2 separate regions of the Sus scrofa genome follow, and region 2 is linked to region 1. A link is a contact called in public Hi-C data. All regions are on one chromosome and are shown on one strand. Each heading gives the region's core, a stretch centred on a gene start, on an enhancer-like site or on the middle of the called end of the contact. The rest is flanking DNA. Distances are from core to core; before and after follow the strand shown. Region 1 has its middle 4.7 kb from the start of AGO2. Region 2 has its middle 9.6 kb from the start of CHRAC1.

The links. Hi-C and Micro-C count contacts between places; a contact is called where the count stands out from the background.
Region 2: a contact with region 1 is called in a Hi-C map of blood, with 2.0 times the contacts expected there. The contact joins two enhancer-like sites. A contact is called at or near these places in 9 of 47 Hi-C or Micro-C datasets (blood, differentiating spermatogonia, embryonic fibroblasts and 6 more) and 2 of 2 datasets of contacts at active chromatin or transcription factors (alveolar macrophages and skeletal muscle).

Annotation. Positions count from the first base shown.
Region 1 is chr4:2,960,742-2,963,370 of Sscrofa11.1, reverse strand. No RefSeq gene overlaps it. Among named protein-coding and RNA genes, the nearest start is that of AGO2, 4.7 kb to the left of the region's middle. Within about 2 kb of position 1,305, at least 38 of the 83 cell types and tissues checked have an H3K27ac peak or open chromatin away from gene starts, as enhancers often do.
Region 2 is chr4:3,037,052-3,039,680 of Sscrofa11.1, reverse strand. No RefSeq gene overlaps it. Among named protein-coding and RNA genes, the nearest start is that of CHRAC1, 9.6 kb to the right of the region's middle. Within about 2 kb of position 1,335, at least 9 of the 83 cell types and tissues checked have an H3K27ac peak or open chromatin away from gene starts, as enhancers often do.

The DNA.
Region 1 (2,629 bases), core at 56-2,555:
GCCTACGCCACAGCCACAACCACAGCAACGCAGGATCCGAGTCACATTTGCGACCTACACCACAGCTCACAACAACGCCAGATCCTTAACCCACTGAGCAAGGCCAGGGATCGAACCCACAACCTCATGGTTCTTAGTCGGATTCGTTAACCACTGCGCCATGATGGGGACTCTGTTTCATACCTTCGAGAAGGAAGCTCTCCCACTGAGAGACACGAAGGCTCCGCCAGGCCTCCGTCCTCGGGGACACCCTGCACCTGCTTTCCCAGTGAGCAGGGGGTCCCGAGCGTAGAGCCAAAACCAGCGGCAGGATCTACAAACCACACCCTGGGGAGCACCCAGGAGAACCCAGAGCTCCACCGCGTCTGGCAGGTGGGAGAAGGCGCCCAGCAGATAGCCTACCAAGAAGGGGCACTGCAGGTGACACCGGGAACTCTGCAAATCCACCCCAGCATCATCTAGAGGCGAGCACATGTGCCTCTGGGGGATGGAGGGAAAGGACGAGCGGGGGGCTTGGTGGGCTCATGCTCCCGAGCCCACCCAGAGCACGAGCTCTCCTCCTCAGCCCGGGCTCCCAGCAATGGGTGCCACCAACGTCCACGAACAAATGGAAGCCCAGGGAGCAGCCCGAGAGGAGGCGGCCCCGGGGGAGGTGTCCCCAAGGAGACACCACCGAGTAGGCGTTAGGTCACCACCACTGACCTGGCCACGGCTCTGCTGCCAGCCCAGCAGGGACCCAGCCCCAAGCACCACCAGCATGCCACCCACCTCCGAGCCCCTGCCATGTCCAGTGACGCCCCCTTCCAGGCTCCCTCCCACCTTCTCCACTCTTCCTGGAGAAATGCAGCTTATGCTCCAACCCCCCAACCCAGGTAGCAGGCCTGGCACAGTCCCCAAGTTCACGCATCCAACAGTTCTGACTGTCCCGCTGTTTCGGAGGTGTCAGCCTTGCCTCTGGGCGGCTGGGAGGTAGAGGCGGGAAGCACTGGGGTGGGGAAGGCAAAGCCTTCTTCACTCAGGAACACTGGCTGTCGGGGGTGGGGGGGCAATGAGCTGCCAGCAGCCCCTAGCACTTTCGTGACCCAGCCACCAGCCCCGTCCTCTGGACAGGGCGAGGTCTGGGCCGGGTTCCCAGGCCTGAGAGCTAGCACAGTGGCAGGCACAAAGTGGGCACCAAGTGTTTGCTGAACCGCTGATCATTCCACACCCGTGTTTAAAATTTCCGTTTTTAGAGCCACAGCTCAATCAGTGAAAGGGGAGCATGCAGTGAGTGAGTCACGGACTTCCTGTGTGAGTAACCGGGTCACAGAGACCAGGGAGCCGTGAGCGCTCCCAGGCGCGCGAACCTGTCATCGTACTGTAAGCTTCCGAAGGGCGCTGCTGGTCCTCCTACAGAAGCCTGCCCCCTCGGTCGGGACTGCTGCCGACTGTCCAGGGGAGGGCCACAGAGCAGGGCTGGGGGACGCAGCCCCCTCTGCCATCTCCTGGGAGCCCCCTGGCCAGAGTGGATCCCACATCCCAGTGCCACCCTCCCCCACCCCGGCACCAAGTGTGGAATGGCGACACATGGACACAACTTGAAGCTGCACAGCCACCTCCCCCCACCCCACCTGGATGGGGCCCAGGTCACAGAGCCAAGGAGCCAGGGACATATCCTGGCACCAGTACTGGTGGGGGGATGGGAGGGCAGGACGCCCACAACAGAGGCCACCTCACAGACCCCCTCCAAGAGAAGAAGCCTGGCACCCTTGCAGAGGCACCAGGTCACAGAGAGCTCGTGGGCGGGGCCATCCTGAGCCCCCGGGCCCCCCCTGCCCGCCTCACTGACTAGAGCAGGGGGCTTCCGGAAGCGCCCCTGGGGGCAAGAGCCCACTCAGGGAAGCCACGGGTTTCCCACCCGCCACGGAGGATGCAAAATGAGTGAAGCTTTTCCGGGCTGTAGTTTTCTCTCTCATTATCAACACACACACTTAATACAGAAGACGCAGAAAAATACAACGAAAATAAAAGCACCTATAACCCCGGAAGGTGACGAACAGGCAAAGCCAGACTCAGACACAAGTCTGCTACCACCTGAGCCGTGCACTCTGCCGGCAAGCCAGGTGCTTCAGGGGCTCCTGAGAGCGCAGATGTGTATGAACCAAACACGATTTTAAGAAGACATGCACCACCAGACCGTAACAACCCAGTCTCACCGAGGTCACTCAATTAGCATTTGAGAGCATAATCTTACCCACCACTTACTGAGGTCTGTGTGCCCAGGCTCGCAGGAAATACGGGCTCTCTCATCAGCGGGCACAGATGCCAGAAAGTATGTTTTAAACTCACCACCGCTTCAATTCCCCGATATTCATTAGACCTGCTGCTATTGAGTGCGAGAAGGACCCCTGGTTACTCTGTCACCCTTTTGTTTTGCTATTTTGGTAATTATTTCAATATGACTGGTTTTTCTTTGCCATCCTAAGTATTTTGTTCTATGCTTCGCAAACATTATTCTGGACAGGGATCCATCCATAAGCGTCACCAGGCTGACAAAGGGGCTCGTGACCGTACACTTTCAGGAACCGCCTGCTCTAAGGGGACAGGGTGGCCCCATCTCCCGGCAGAGAGGAGGGTGTCTCGGCTGCTG
Region 2 (2,629 bases), core at 86-2,585, 76 kb before region 1:
CAGTCAGAGAGACAGAAAGTAGGATGGTGGGGGCCGGAGGCTCGGGGAGGGGAGTTAGTATTTAACGGGGGCAGAAGTTCAGTTTGGGAAGATGAAAATCTCTGGAAATGGACGGTGCCGATGGTTGCACAACAATGTGAATGTACTTCATGTCCCTGACCTGTACTCTCGAAAGTGGTTTACGAGGTAAATTTCACGTTACATGTGTTCGCCATAATAAAAAAAAATGATCCCCAACAAACATGTATCAGCACTTGTCACTTTCCTGCTGAAAACCCTCCAACGACTTTCCTCTGCTCATCTTGGACCATGGGGCTCCCACCAAACCCTCCCCTTGGCCCGGACTGCTCCCCATCCCTGCTGCCCAGGTGCCAGTCCCTCCCTTCCGCTCCCCACATGTAAGCCGCCTGCCCGCTGGCAGCCACCACCACGATGGGCCCCGGTGGGCCCACATTATCCCTGTACTCACACCATTATCCATAATGACAGCCTGGCATAATTCTACATTTACGATTTGTATAATTACCTTCTACGGAGCTAAATGATCAGTATTATCAGCATTAAATGTTTATTAAGTACTTCTAGCCATACAGCCATACAGGCTAGTAAGATGCAGCCTCAGCTCTTAAAAACAAATCTTCCTTCCTGGGAGTTCCCCTTGTGGCTCAGGGGGTTACAAACACAACTAGTATCCACGAAGATGTGGGTTCCATCCCCGGCCTCGCTCAGTGGTTTAAGGCTATGGCATTGCCGTGAGCTGCGGGGTAGGTCACAGATGAGACTCGGATCCCATGTTGCTGCGGCTGTGGTGCAGGCCGGCAGCTGCAGCTCTGACTCGACCCCTAGCCTGGGAACTTCCATACGCCACGGGTGCATTCTTAAAAAGCAAAAACAAAACCCTCAAATCTTCCTAATTCCACCTAGAATTCACTGTACCTAGGTTCTTCCTCCTTCCCGGAGAAGAAACTGGGGGCTTCTACGCTTTTTGCCTGGGCTGCGTGTGTACATGAGGTCATACAAGCTTCTCCGGGATGCGGGAGAGACGACACCCCCCATCTTACAGATAAGGAATCAGGCTGGGGGCAGGTAGGAAGTAGCCGAGGCCTTTCTGAAGGCAAAGCCCTCATGCCCTCTTATGCGGGGTGACAGCGTGGCTTACTAGGCAGGGGGACTTGTTTTCTATCTTATTTACATCTTGGACGCCACATGCTGTGCCAGCCCCACGGGAGAAACACTTGAGCAAACAGACTGCTCTGAATCAACTACTTCCTAAGTCGGGGTCACAAAACCACAGGCTCATGGGTGAAGCCGGCAGGTGTGCGGTAGAGCGGCAGGGCCTGTGGCAAACACGTGACTCATCTAAAGACCACAGCCGACTTTGCCGGGAGGCAATGTGGGGTTCCCGTCGTCTCACCTCCCCGCTCTTCGAGTTAGATTTCTTTTTTTTTTCCTTTTTAGGTCCGCACCCGCAGCATGTGGGGGTTCCCAGGCTAGGGGTCGAATCGGAGCTACAGCCACCGGCCTTCACTACAGCCACAGCCAACCTACGTTGGGTCTGCGACCTACACCACAGCTCAGGGCAACGCCAGATCCTTAACCCACTGAGCAAGGCCAGGGATCGAACCTGCAACCTCATGGCTCCTAGTCAGATTTGTTAACCACGACGCCACGACGGGAACTCCTTGAGTTGAATTTCTAAGTGCAATCTCTAGATTTGTAAATGTTGGCTACACAGGCAGATACCGGTTCCTGTCTAACCTACAGCCCATCCCTGCCTCAAGCCTCACTTCCGGCCCCCCTCAATTTTTGTCGGTTGGGATCAGAGAGCCCTTGATCTCAGGAAGCGAGCCCCAGAGGATGTGCCTTAATTGCTATCCAGCACCCTTAGCAGTCTCATTTCCTTCAGCTAGTCATTGCTCTCAGGCTGAGCTAGTGACCTACTTCTGACAAATGAGACGTAAGGGAGAGGCTGCTAAGGAGGTCCTCCCTTCCTCGGTACAAAGGCAAAGCCTTGACACCTAACGGGAAAGAGCCTTTGGCCTCTGGCCCCTCCTCCTGTTTCTGTGGATGCAGTGGTGAAGTCTGGAACAGCAGTAGTCGTTTTGGAACCACGAGGCAGGAAGCACAAGGCCTAAAACTGACCTGCCAAAAATGACGGAGCAGAAGGTTGCAAAGACCCAGGGTTTTTGATGACCTCCTTGGTGTCTCAGCTCGAGATGCGGCTGTGGCCGCTGTACCCAGTCCCAGTGGAACAAGCCCTGGGCAGCACCGGAAGGTGGCTGGAGAGAGGCCACCTGACACGTCTAAGGGCGGCTGCGGCCCCTTGTTTAGCAGAGGCCTTTGTTTAGCAGGAGCCCTTCGGCAAGCATCCCACAGGCGCCCCACCCCCCACCCTCTCCCCCTTCTGAGACGTTCATCCACAACCCCCGGCCCGGACCGCTTCCTTCTTACACCTCAAATCTTGTTCTTTCCAAGTTCCTGGACTATCGGTCAGTTTGTTAGCTGCTGCCCCTGAGCAGGTGTAGACCCTGGGCCTCTGGGGGACGCCCCTTCACCTCTACTCTCACACCCTGGGGGCGAAGCCGTTATGTGCAGGGTTCCCCTTCTGCCTGCTGCCAGGGTATTTACA